2 separate regions of the Sus scrofa genome follow, and region 2 is linked to region 1. Evidence: chromatin contacts called from public promoter capture Hi-C data. All regions are on one chromosome and are shown on one strand. The core of a region is the stretch at or near the end of the contact, and the rest is flanking DNA. Distances in the headings are between cores, read along the strand shown. Region 1 holds the start of CGRRF1 (cell growth regulator with RING finger domain protein 1). Region 2 holds the start of DLGAP5 (disks large-associated protein 5).

What was found. Promoter capture Hi-C pulls out the DNA fragments that hold promoters and counts their contacts.
Region 2: a contact with region 1 is called in a promoter capture Hi-C map of fetal liver, with 2.9 times the contacts expected there. The contact joins the promoter of DLGAP5 here to the promoter of CGRRF1 in region 1. A contact is called at or near these places in 1 of 5 promoter capture datasets (fetal liver) and 1 of 2 datasets of contacts at active chromatin or transcription factors (alveolar macrophages).

What each region holds. Positions count from the first base shown.
Region 1 is chr1:183,861,108-183,867,937 of Sscrofa11.1, reverse strand. It overlaps CGRRF1 (cell growth regulator with RING finger domain protein 1), which reads right to left and starts at 4,479. Exons shown (of 11, transcript XR_002346942.1): 1 at 4,309-4,479. It overlaps GMFB (glia maturation factor, beta), which reads left to right and starts at 4,604. Exons shown (of 7, transcript NM_001244461.1): 1 at 4,604-4,683. The coding sequence starts at 4,681.
Region 2 is chr1:184,547,170-184,553,999 of Sscrofa11.1, reverse strand. DLGAP5 (disks large-associated protein 5) reads left to right here and starts at 3,972. Exons shown (of 19, transcript XM_003121820.4): 1 at 3,972-4,132; 2 at 5,922-6,160. The coding sequence starts at 5,923.

The DNA.
Region 1 (6,830 bases), core at 3,230-5,729:
TTGCCACGCTTCTGTGGGTGTGTCTTCACATGTGAAGCTTAGGGAAGTGCCCAGTGTCAATTCCAGTCTCTCCTCTCCAGGATTTCCTCTACACCCTCTGATTCCCAGGGCCCCTTTCCCCTGTTCTTCTTGCCTGAAAGATAGGAAATACTTGTTGTGCAAGAGTGTGACTGAGCCTGTCCTTCAGGTGAAATGCTAAGATAAAAGGGAGGAAAAAAAGAACTGGGATACCTCCATTGAGTTTTACAGAACAGGACCCTTTTCAAATTCTTCTGTGCAGAAAGATGGATTTTCTCTCAAGGTGGTAGGTGCTTGAGTCTCAGCCCTGCTGTGACAGTGCCAACTTGATTGATGTTGCCCTCAGGGGGCAGGGTTAGGAGAGAAAAAAGGGAGACTGCTTCTACACTCTCCTGTTCCCAGGGGCCTCTTTTCTTCATCCCCAGGATGGAAGGAAGGATTTCTTTTGGAAGTTTTGCTGATTCAGACTGATCTCAAGTCAGGCAGTAAAGGAGAAAAAAAGAACTAGGAAACTCACCAGCACTACACTAGTCATTTGTCAAGTTCTGACTTCCTGCAATTCCTAAAAATTTTTTTCTTCTTTTTAGGGCTTCATCTGCAGCATATGGAAAGTCCCAGGCTACAGGCTAAATCAGAGCTGTAGCTGCCGGCCTACACCACAGCAACGCCAGATCGGAGCCTCGTCTGCAACCTACACCACAGCTCAAGGCAACACCCAGGTCCTTAACCCACTGAGCAAGGCCAAAGATTGAACCCGAGTCCTCATGGATACTAGTCAGATTTGTAACCCACTGAGCCACAACGGGAAATCCTGTAAGGCCTAAAATTAAGGTGTAATATTATGTGCTGCCTTGACTTTGTGTTGAAATGGGGAATGACCTAACTGCAAGTTTCTATCCCCACTCTGCTCCCACAGATAAGGTCTTCTAGCCAAACAACCCTCCTTATCTTGGGGACCAAGCACAGTGCCTGCTGATCCCTGAGTAGTGGGTTTCAGTTCCCTGCCAGCTCATGGAATTATTCAAATAAGCCAATCACATCCTCCTGCAGGCACCAGAGGGCACCTCACCCTCTTGAAACTACAAAGCCTGCCTCCCACAGCCTCCAGCTGTTTACTCTGTTCCCAAGTGCACGGCATTTGGTGTCCCCCTGCTCCAGGCGTGAGTGTATGTGACTAAAAAAACAGCTGTCAATTTCACCTGCCAGTGTTGGGTGCTGTGTGTTGGGCTGGTCTCATAACTCTAGGGCAAGAATCCCTCTCTCATAAACAGGATGAAGAGGAGGCAATCAAAACACTTCCTTCCTCAATCCACCAACTATTCTGCTATTTATTCTCAGTCCTCATGTAGTTGCTTTTTATATTCTGTCCAGAGCTTTTAGTTGTAATCAATGGGAGAGAGAGACTGCAGCTGGCTTACTCCATCTTGGCTGGCCTTGGAAGTAACTCTATCCTGACAGTCTAACACAACAGAAGGATCCTTTTAGAAGGAAACTGAGTCAGAATGATTCTGCTAAAATGCCTAAGAGATTACGTCACTCCCCTGCTCAGTCCTGCCAATGGCACATCCTTGTGATCATTTCCGAGGCAAAGTCCTTGTGATTATTTACAAGGCTGTACAGAATCCAGCCCTCTAATCCCTCTATGATCTCACCTACAATTCACCCCAGCACCTCCAATCCAGTCATTTGACTGCTGTTTTGTCCCCCACAACATGCAGGCTTCTGCCTCAGGGTCTTTGCAATGCTAGTCCCTCTGTGTGAGATGTTCTTCCAGACACTGACATGGCTAATCAATAAGGCTAATCCCCACAGCTTTAAATCTTTGTTCAGACATGACCTTCCTAGTGAGGACTAGGATGACTTCTTTATTTGAAATAAAAAGTCTCTCACCCCCTGCATTCCAATATTCCTTTCCCTGTTCTTTTCCCCAGCACTAATCACCTTCTAGGATATAATATTTACTAACTTATTATCCTATTGTCTGCTATCTCCTCCTCCCTATTAGAATAGTTCCAGGATGGTAGGGGTTTTAGTCTGTGTTGGACCTTGGCATCCAGGACATAGCCGATACATAGTGGATCCTCAATAACTATTTGTTGAATGAATGAATAAGTAAGACTATGTAAGTAATATAAACACTTTAGCAAGGCTGTTAATACAGAGAAAGGAGGACTTAGAAAAATTCAGGCCAGGAATTCTCTCATGGTACAGCAGATTAAGGACCCAGCATTGCCACTGCAATGGCTTGAGGCACTGCTGTGGTTCGGGTTGGATCCCTGACCTGGGAACTTCCATACACTGCATGTGCAGCCAAAAAAAGAAAAAAAAGAAAAACTCAGGCCAGAAAAGATTATTCTAATTCTTTTTTTTTTTTCTTTTAATGGCCACACCTGCAGCATATGGAAGTTCCTGAGCTAGAGGTTGAATCTGCTGGTCTATGCCACATCTTCTGTGACCTACAGCCAGCTTGCAGCAGCACCGGATCCTTAACACACTGAGCAAGGCCAGGGATTGAACCAACATCCTCATGGATATTATATCGGGTTCTTAACCTCTGAGCCACAACAGGAATTCCAAGATTATTCTAATTCTGATCATCCCTCGATTTTTAAGTGGAAATGCTCTTTTCCTTTTGACCCTGATCTTGTCTTGATGTCAAATGCTTCCCCAAGATAAAACACATTTCGGTGACCTTTACATAAACTAATATTTACAGGTTCTTGATTTGTATAGGGTTACCCAAGCAGAAAAGTGCTGGAAAATATTCTGGAACTTTTTCCCCCTCAGAATAACCCAAGCCAGAACAGCATTCCCAAACATTTAAAATAGGTATAATTTTTTTTTTCTGGTGGCAAGAATATTCTACAGTCTGAGTTCAAGTAATATTTCTGTTCATAGTCTATATTCATTTTCCCACATAGTAAAATAAATCACATTTTCATCATTGTCCTTTTCTTGTCACTACATCCAGCCTCTGTCCAGCCTCTCTTGGGTCTACATGAGACTTTGCCCATTTCATAGCCAATAACATTGGGAAAACATTAAAAGAACAACATGAAAGGGGAAAACAATGGATTTACTATTTATCAGGTGAAATGTCATGTAGCTAAACATTAATTTTTTCACCTTTTCCTCTAATTCCTCTCATAGATGGAGAGAGGAGACGGGAAAAGATGGGGGTGGGGAAGAATCTATGCTAAACTCTAATATAATTGTTCATGGACTAATAACAATCATTTTCTCTCCCATCATTTCTTACATGGTACTAGGTGTCAAATTTACCAGTTCTCTTATCATAGTAAAAAGTATTATGGGGGCAGGTCACTAAGAGAATGTAGCTGAGCTGTGGAATTTCTTACTAGTTAAACTTTCTAGTTTTCTAATTTATGAGAAAACGTAGGTATTGGATCAAATTAAGTTATATATATATATATATTTTTTTTTTTTTTGTCTTTTTGCTATTTCTTTGGGCCGCTCCCGCGGCATATGGAGGTTCCCAGGCTAGGGGTCCAATCGGAGCTGTAGCCACCGGCCTACGCCAGAGCCACAGCAACGCGGGATCCGAGCCGCGTCTGCAACCTACACCACAGCTCAGGGCAACGCCGGATCATTAACCCACTGAGCAAGGGCAGGGATCGAACCCTCAACCTCATGGTTCCTAGTCGGATTCGTTAACCACTGTGCCACGACGGGAACTCCTAAGTTATATATTTTAACTCTGACTTAATGGTATTTATTAATATGCTAACAATTCATTAAATTTAACATTAAATATAAACTTTAAATATTCTAATAATCCAGTCTAATACTAATGAAGAAGGATGGCAGTGGGCGCATGTTCTGGAATTTTCTTTTTTCTCTGCTTCTTTCGTCATTCAGTAAATAAGAAGCAAGCATCAACTATGGACCATGCACCAGCTGAGGATAAGCTGTAAACTCCGTGAGCTCCTGCCCCAGTTAGCTTCTTTCATTGAAGACACGTGTACGAATTCTGAGTTCAAACCTTACTTCTTCCAAACCACCGGGTTCAAAAGTAAACTTGCCCCTACAGAAACTTCTTAATGCGCGATTAGGCAATGGCTCATGAGAACACTCATCTAGACATGAATCATCACGCAATCAGACTTGAATAAATAAACACCATCAAGAAAGAAATGTATTTACCAAGTCCCGCAAGGTGGTCAGAGTAGGGGCAAGGGTTCCGGAGAGGGTGAGAGGAAAGGCAGGTGTACCTAGGTTTGAGGGAGGTGGAATTTGAAAGGTAGGTTGGGGTCAAACACACACATTTACCATTGAAATCGTTGACTCAATCATGTCACCATGAAATTTCTCTCAGAGATTGAGGAGGGTTGAAAGGAAGCAAAAACTGGCTCGAATTTTGAGGATACATTTTGGCACTGGAAGTCCTCCACTCCGAATCCGATAGCGTCCACTGGAGGGTTCAAGAAACAGCGCGGGAGAAATGGAAGGGGCGGGGGCACTCGCGTTCCTGCGAAGTTTGAGCCGCGCCGGCCACCGTTGGCGGTCACGTGCTGCCCTGCAGCTGCCGCGTAGCTGGTGGGGGCGGCTCTGCCAGGCGCCGTGCAGGAACGGAGGCGGCAGCCGTGCCATTCTTAAAGGGGCCCAAGGGGAGGCGAAAGGCTGCTGACGGCCGGAAGGAAAATGGTGAGTTGCTGCCGGGGAGGGCGGGGGCCGGAGGGCTGGGCCAGCCCGCCGGGCTTTCCTGTTTGCCGAAGCCGGTATCGGCGGGCAGCGCCCCGGGTGGGTCGGCGGCCGCTTCCGGCCTGGCTGCTGGTAGTTTCTCTCTTGCTGCGAGTTGGCCCCCGCCCGCCGCCGCTGCCGCCTTTGCCAAGGGCAGCATCCTCCTGCCGGGCCCGGAGTCGACTCGCCCAGCAGGCTCGGGGACTGGGGTGCGGCCAGTAGGGGTGGGTCATGCTCACCGCGTCCTTCTGGATGGGGAGGTGGGGGCGGCTTCTAGCTTTTGCGCTGAAGGGTCAGAGGGGCCGGGGGTCTGGTCCTTCGGAGGAACTCCCCCAAACACCTGCTTCTCTGCAGGCCCGAGGGACCGGCAGGCGCCGAGTACCTTCCGCCTGGCCGCCTTTGCGGGGAAGGCTCGAATTTTGATTCCGTTCTTTCGGCATCGCGTTAAGCTTCCTGACGTGCTTCTAATGATTTTTCCTTATCCTTGCTTTCTTCGAGTTATGGCAGTTGGAAACCTTTCGACCCAGCGCTTTGACGCTTGATTTTAAAGTGACTGTCAAAAGCTTTCGTTTTTTGTGTCTGGGGGCTCTCGCTTCCTTTCTTGTGTGGTTTCGACCCCACGCGCAAAAATAAAGTGGATGATTTCACTGATTGCCCAAGCCGGGGTCTCCTGAATCTTTCTCATGGGATTTAAGAATATGCTTCTCATTTCTGTAATTAGAAATAAAACACAAAATTCCTGCTGTCCTTTTCTCTAACTCCCCATTCATTTTTCAACCCACCTTCATCGAATATATTTCATGGTCACTAAATCCAAGGGACTCTCTTCAATTCTCATCTTTCCTTATCTGTATTCTCAGTGTTGATCATGCTCTCCTCTTTGAAACATTCTCTTCCTTTGTGCTTCCCCCTTGGCTTCTAGAATACAAAACTCATTTTTCTTCTCTTGTTGGTCTGTCTGTGTCCCATGCAGCTCTCCTTCCCTGTACATCACAAGGAGTCCTGAGCTCTATCCTAATGCTTCATTTTCCATTCTGTATTCTTTCTCTCCTTTCTACATTCATTAGTTTCAGTTACTACCTACCTATGTGTAGATGACTTGTGAATTTGTATTGCAAATGTTGCTTCTGAGATCAGCCCTACCTATCCTGCTCTTTAGTTAGCATCCCCTGGAAAGAAAGCTTTCCCCACTTGAGTGCCTTAGAGCCTGCTTAGTGTCCAAAATAGAACTCCTTTTTCCCCTCAAACTTGGTCTTCCTCAGTGTTCCTTAACTTAGTGAAAGGTAGCACCATTTAAGTCTACTACACAAGCAAGAAGCCTAGGAGTCACATTTGTACTAATCCACGCCACCCAGTCTGTCCCAGCTCCTTTGTAGTGGTTAAGAGAGGGGGCTAAAGTCAGGCTGTCTGGGTTGAATCCTGGCTTCCATGGTTGTATAATTTTGGGAAAGATAGTTAACCTCTCTAAGCCTTAGTTTCTTGCAAAATGAGGATAATATGATACCCATTTCTTGGGGTTGTTTTGAGGATGAAGGGAGATCCATGTAAAGGACGTACAGCAGTGTTTTTTCTCATAGTGTTTAATACATATTAACAATTTCATTAGCAGTATTCACCTACTTCTCTTTATCCTCATCAACCTACTTTTTGTCTCTCATCTGGACTAGTCTTACCAGTTAACTTGTTTTGTTCTATTCATCCTGGCTCTCTGTTTCCTGCATACAGATCTGGTCAATTCCCTTGTCACCACCTGCTTAAAACACTTAGTGGCTTCCCTTTGCTCATAGGATGGAGACTAGTATATTTAATATGACCCACTGGGCCCTGTGTGGTCCAGCCCCTGCTAACCTCCTCTTGTACATGTTACAGCTCATTCTCTGTGCCTGAGTCACACTGACCTTTCATTGTATTAGATGTGCTGTGCTCACTTTAATCAAAGTGTCTCTGCCTAGGCAATTTTGTTCCTTTACATGCCTTTTTCAGACCGTGCTGTTGATCACTAGTCCTAAGTATTTGTAGCATGAAGTGTCTCTCCTTTCTAACTCTTAGCCTAGGTACAAACAAGAATATATTTTTTCACGTGATGATTTTGATGTTATCTGTTCTCCTAT
Region 2 (6,830 bases), core at 2,723-5,222, 690 kb before region 1:
AAGGACGTCACAGTCATCTGCATATGCAGCCACCTCCAACGGTGAGTCTGTGAGCTCTGAGGGAACTCAGGAAAGAAACAAAGAATACCTGCCATCTAGCAGCCATCAGATTGCAACCACTCCTAACAGTGAGCCCTGAGGAATTCAGGCTGTGAAAACACAGGATACTGGCCGAGATAGCTAAGGTGCATAGTGAAAGAATGATTTCAGTGAGCCTAGACATTTTCATGTTCCCATAGAAAACTGATAAATTCCTTAACTTGAGATACATGGTTTTCTGTAATCTTTTGTTCCTACCTCCTGCAATTTGTTGCAAAAAACCCCTCCTATATATCCTGACACCCCCCTTGTCTGTCCTCTTGGAGCAGTTTTCTCAGGGTTATTTGAGATGGTGCCTCCTGGGCTCAAGTCCTAATTTTGCCCCAAATAAAACTTAGCTCTCAACTTTTAGGTTGTGTTTTGTTTTTTTTTTTGTCTTTTGCCTTTTCTAGGGCCGCACTCTTGGCATATGGAAGTTCCCAGGCTAGGGGTCCAATTGGAGTTGTAGCTGCCGGCCTATGACACAGCCACAGCAATTCAGGATCCGAGCCACATCTGTGACCCGCATCACAGCTCACAGCAATGCCGGATCCCTAATCCACTGATCGAAGCCAGGGATCGAACCCTCGAGCTCATGGTTCCTAGTCATATTCGTTAACCACAGAGCCACAACAGGAACTCCTTGGTTGTGCACTTTTCTTAAGTCGACAATTCAATGGAGAAAAAAGTCTCCCTAATAAATGATAGGATAACTGGAAAGCTACATCCAAAAGAATGAAATTGGACCACTTTCTTACAGCATATAAAAAATAAACTCAAAATTGGAGTTCCTGGAGTTCCCGTCGTGGCACAGTGGTTAACGAATCCGACTAGGAACCATGAGGTTGCGGGTTCGGTCCCTGGCCTTGCTCAGTGGGTTAACGATCCGGTGTTGCCGTGAGCTGTGGTGTAGGTTGCAGGTGCGGCTCGGATCCCACATTGCTGTGGCTCTGGCGTAGGCTGGTGGCTACAGCTCAGATTCGATCCCTAGCCTGGGAACCTCCATATGCCGTGGGAGCGGCCCAAGAAATAGCACACACACACACACACACACACACACACACACACACACACACACACACAAATTGGAGTTCCTGTAGTGGAGCAGTGGAAACAAATCTGACTAGGAACCATAAGGTTGTTGGTTTGATTCCTGGCCTCCCTCAGTGGGTTAAGGATCTGGTATTGCCCTGAGCTGTTGTGTAGGTTGCAGACTTGGCTTGGATCCTACATTGCTGTGGCTGTGGTATAGGCTGGTGGCTACAGCTGCAATTCGACCCCCAGCCTGGGAACTTCCATATGCCAGGGGTGTGTCCCTAAAAAGCAAAAAAGCAAGCAAGCAAGCAAGCAAGCAAGCAAGCAAGCAAGCATAGGCAATAAACTTGTTGATATTCATCTTAGCAATATCTTTTTGGAGGTGTTTCCGCAGGCAAAAATAAACAAGTGGGACTACATAAAACTAAAAGGCTTTTTTACAGTGAAGGAAGTCACTATTGATTTAAAAAATAATCCCACACTTATATTTCCCCAAGAGAAATAAATCATCTCACAAAAAGACTTGTACAAGGATGTTTGTAGCAACTGTCATGGTCTGTGCGTGTGGGCTGGAAGAATTTCTGGACTCATATCAGGGCAAAAAGAAAGAAGAGTTTTGTTTGTTGTTTTTTGCTTTTTAGGGCTGTACCTGCAGCATATGGAAGTTTGCAGGCTAGGGGACAAATCAGAGCTGCAGCTACTGGCCTACACCGCTGCAGCTGCTGGCCTACACCACAGCCACAGCAACAGCAACATGAGATCTGAGCCCCATCTGCTACCTACACCACAGCTCATGGAAAGGCTGGATCCTTAACCCATGGATCGAGGTCAGAGATCCAACACACATCATCATGGATACTAGTTGGATTCGTTACCACTGAGCCACAACAGGAACTCCAAGGGTCTGGCAATCTTGTCTTGGCCACAGGCTTTGAGTTCAGTCTCCGTGAAGGAGCCTTGAAGTCCAACAGCAACTTTATTCATAACAGCTAAAAACTGGAACAATCCAAAAAATTCACCAACAGGTGAATAGATAAGCAAATTATTCAATGCAATACTTTTCAGCATTAACAACTGCTGATCCGTGTAATGGTAGGGATGGATCTCAAAATCATTATGATTTCGGAGAGGCAGCAGTGAGTGATGGCTTGGAGTGAGACCTTAATTTTCTGCTCAGGCACTGAACCTGGGCAGCCTGGATGAAAAACCAGGACTCCTAGTCACTAGACTAGCTAGAGGCTAAGAGTAGAATTGCCCTGATTCTTGCCCTCTGTTGAAAGCAAAAACGTTTCAGGGAGGGAAAGACTGAAAACAGGTATAAAGTTTATTGTTAGAGTCACAGTACAACACATGGGGAGAGCACACAGAGAAGTAGTTTATTTAAATCAGAAGTAAAGAAGTAATACACACCCTAAAGAGGAGTGCAGGTGAGGGCAGTACCCCTCAATGAGGAGTGCGCCAGAGAGGTGATCTAAATCGCTTTTATGGCACAGTTCTTCTGCGTCTTTGTTTACCTTTAGCCAATTATCTTGTTTTATTTCTCACTCCTTACTGGACACAGTACCCTCTCCGGTATATGTGCACATCTTTTGGCAAAGATGGATTCCAAAGCTAAGAGGGCAGGGATGGTATCAGGACTTATTGTGGCCTGGAATCCCCTCCCTTTTTGACCCCTAGGAGTCTTACTGCACGCGTGTTAATTCGGGAGGTCCCCTTGACCCCAGCAGTGATTGAAGTGGTCATCTTATCTTTCTACTCCAGCAGAGCTCAGGTCCTGCAGTTAACTTTTTCCTTGAAGTGTCAAAGAGAAACAAGTCCCAGCTCTTCTCAGTCCAGGGGCCCATTTACCTCCTAACTCAATTACACTGAGAGAAAGAAGGCAGACAGGGAAGTGTACCTACTACTCCTATTCTTACGGTGATAGAAACCTGAACAGTGGTAGTCGAAGCGGTGGGGCGCTAGAGGGAGCTCTTGGGTGATGGAAATGCTTTTTATCCTGATTGGGTGGTGGTTACACTGTTGTTTACACTTAGCAAAACTCATCAAATCTTATACTAAAACCACTATGCTTTTCAATGCTTAAAGTTTTTACTTCTATAAAAAAAAGTATGAGGGAAAAAAGGCTGCTAACATTGAAAAGGAACATTAAAAGATGTAGAGAGAAATATGGAGTGTTAATAAGCCCTTTCTTGGAGTTCCCTTTGCAGCTCAGTGGAAATTAAACCGACTAGTATTCTTCCCTGGCCTCGCTCAGCGGGTTAAGGATCCGTTGGCATGAGCTTCATGCAGGTCGCAGACAAGTCTCAGATTCCACCCCACCCCACCCCCGCCCTCGCTGTGGCTGGGGTGCAGATCAGCAGCTATAGCTCCCATAGGGCCCAGAGCTCGGCAACCTCCATATACCACACCTGCGGCCTCCGCCCCCCTGGAAAAATAAAAAACAAACAAAAATACAACCCTTTCATTAAAGCGTTAAGCTTTTCTAAACGTTCATATTCGAATAATTCTTCTGGGCTTATATAATTTTAAAAAGATATTAAAAAGTCCTGCAAACTCTAAATTCCCTTTTCTTCTTCTGAGCTCCTTTGTCCTTTCTGATACCCGCGAGGCCCTAGGAGTTCCAGGGCGAATTCGGAGTAGCCCGGGGAAAACACGAGCCACTCCAGCTCTCCCACGGCCTCAGCGACCCCCACTGCTCAGCCCCTCAACTAGAGCTTATCCGGAAGCATCCATTGATTCCGCTCATGCCCTCCCTCCGAACCGTCCGTTCCCCTTTCAATCAATTCAAAAATCGCGGGAGCGAACCAATCGGAAGCCTCGTCGGAGGGAAGAGGCGGGCATTTTTACCGGAAGCATTGGTTAAAATACTTCCAATCAGAGGCTTGGTGCGGGAAGTTTGAATTTTGCTGAGTCTTGGGCTCAGGGCGTTTCTTCTTCAGAGGTGGCGGTGGTCTCTTAGGCCCGGAGAGTTTCTTCACTTTTAGTTTGGTCGAGGTTTCTGCGTTAAAATCTGCCTCAGGTAAGTGGACGCTGGAGAGTTGAAGGGAAGGCGCCGGTCCGCTTCTTTCTAGAAGGTCAGCACTGGCGGCTACGAGCTGGACGCGCGCGGCTCAGGGGAGGCGCCTCTTACGACGGTGTTACCTGTCTTTCCCAAGCTGATGTCACAGTCCTCCAGAAGAGTAAATATTTGTTCCTATTATCTCTGTAGCAGTCAACATTTTACCATCAGGGCGTAATTAGCATTTGGCCCGTCGTTATTCCTGTAGCTCCTTCCAGATTCTGTGACAACTAAAAATGCCTCAGTTGACAGCCTCTAAGCAACCAAGACTGAGGCATTCTAGGCTTTCTGGCTGGAAGAAACTCCAGTCAGCCAAAGACTGAACTTGGATGTACTGTGAAGAAGCCAGGCTCCCTGGTTTGGGATTCTAACTGCTACCTTTCAGCTGCGCTCATGTGAGCAGTTAATTTACCTCATCTGTATAACGGTAATTATACTAACTACCTTTTAGGGTTTATATGATAATTAAATATACTTTCAGTTCTGTATATGGTGCTATGCTGTATTTTAAAATAACTAATACATATTTTTTAAAATTTAAAAATCTTTCTTAGCAAATTGATATTTTCAGCAATTGGAAAATCTAATTGTAGAGTTCTTCATTTTTCAAAAAAAAAGAAGCACAGTCCTTTGTCACAGGAAATGACAATGTTATTAGCATCCAGGTCATTTAAAAAAAAAATATTCGTTGACTGCTTTAAAATCATGTAACATTTTAATTTGTTGCATTTCTTGTGCAATTTTTCTTTCAGGATTCCAGTGGACTTTCTTAGTTGTTGTTATTGAAGAGTATAGTGTGCCTATATCTTTTGAAACTTTCTAATGGCATATCCTCTGTTTTTGTTGTTGTTGTTTTTTAATCTGACAAGACTTTTCTTTGGAGACTCAGCCCTCATTCTCCAGTTAGGCTTGGTTGTTCTCTATACCAGCTGTATGGGTGATGCCTGTAGACTTTCCACTTTTCTTTATTCCTTTCCTCAGCTGGACCCATGGTTTCTTGGAACTCAGGCCATCGTCTTTCTTATTCTTTCTACCTATATAATAGGTATCTTGTGTGTTTGTTTTGGTTTTCGGCTTGAGAAGAAATGTCAGCCTTCCTGCATTCATCACCAGGAGAAAGTTAGGGAAACTGTTCTGTATACTGTCCTTCACTTTTTTTCCCTGTTTTCATCTTTACTTCATACTCTGTTTTGCATCATTCTCTCTGGTAAGCCTGGAACTTCTTGTTTATATTCCAGACCTTGGCTTCCTGGGCTTCGCCATCATCTGTCATGCAAGTTCTCATTCAGAACCCCAAAATAGGTTGTAGTATCTTTTTAAAATTTTTTTAATTTTTAATTTTTTTAATTAAAGAGTTTTTTTTTAGGGCCACATCCATGACATATGGAAGTTCCCAGGCTAGGGGACAAATCAGAGCTGCAGCTGCTGGCCTGCACCACAGCCACAGCAATATAAGATCTGAGCCGTGTCTGCGACCTGCAGCACAGCTCATGGCAATGCCCAGATCCTTAACCCACTGAGCAATGCCAGTGATCTAACCCGAATCCTCATGGATACTAGTTCACAGCGGGAACTCTGGGTTGTACTGTCTTTTGATAACCTCTTTCCCACTCTTCAGTCACATGTTTATTCTTTTTTGTATTTTAACATTTTTACTGATGTGGGATAGGATGTGAACTAGAATCTTAATTTTTTAAATAATAAAAATGAGATTCCATGTAAGTTGATTTTTCTCTCTTTTTCCTAATAGGATGTCTTCATCACATTTTGCCAGTCGACATAGAAAGGATTTAAGTACGGACATGATTAGAACTAAAATTGCTCATAGGAAATCATTGTCTCAGAAAGAAAACAGACATAAGGAATATGAACGAAATAGACACTTTGGTTTGAAAGATGTCAACATTCCAACCTTGGAAGGTAGAAGCATTCTTGAATTACATGAGACATCTCAAGAGCTTGTTCCAGAAAAGTCCGGTGTCAAGCCAAGTAAGTAAAGGTCTCTTGTAATTTTCAGTGCCTTGAAGAGTGAATAAAACTTGGTTTACTATCTGAGCTTAACAAAAACTCTGACCAGGAGTTCCCACTGCAGCACAACAGCATTGGTGGCATCTTTACAGTGCCAGGACACAGGTAAGCTCCCCATCTGGCAGAATGGGTTAAAGGATCCAGCGTTGCATCAGCTGCTGTGTAGGTTGCAACTGTGGCTCAGATATGATCCCTGGCCTGGGAACTCCATATGGCCCCAGGGCAAGTGGGGGTGGGGACAAAAAAGAAAAACAAACAAAAAACAAAACTCTGGCCAGAAGAATGGAAACTATTCTAAATAACTTGGTGTTTTCTACAGCTAAATACCGCCTATTCCGAGTAAAGGCTGTGACTGTCCCTTGAGCCATTCACCTATGGCATATTATAACACTTTTTAGCTTATACTGCCTTACAGGATTCCTAAAGTTCTTACTTCTAGAACTTGTGTAAGATAATTATTGACAAGACAAACTGACAAGGGACATAAAATTAGAACTGATTGAAGTACAAACAAAAGGATACTTTACCAATGGGGGCATTTCTTGGAAAAGCAAAGAATTAATCCTTGTAGTTTGGTCCAAAGGATTTGGGGTCATTAGAAAGGAAACAACCAACTAATAAAGAAAGGAAT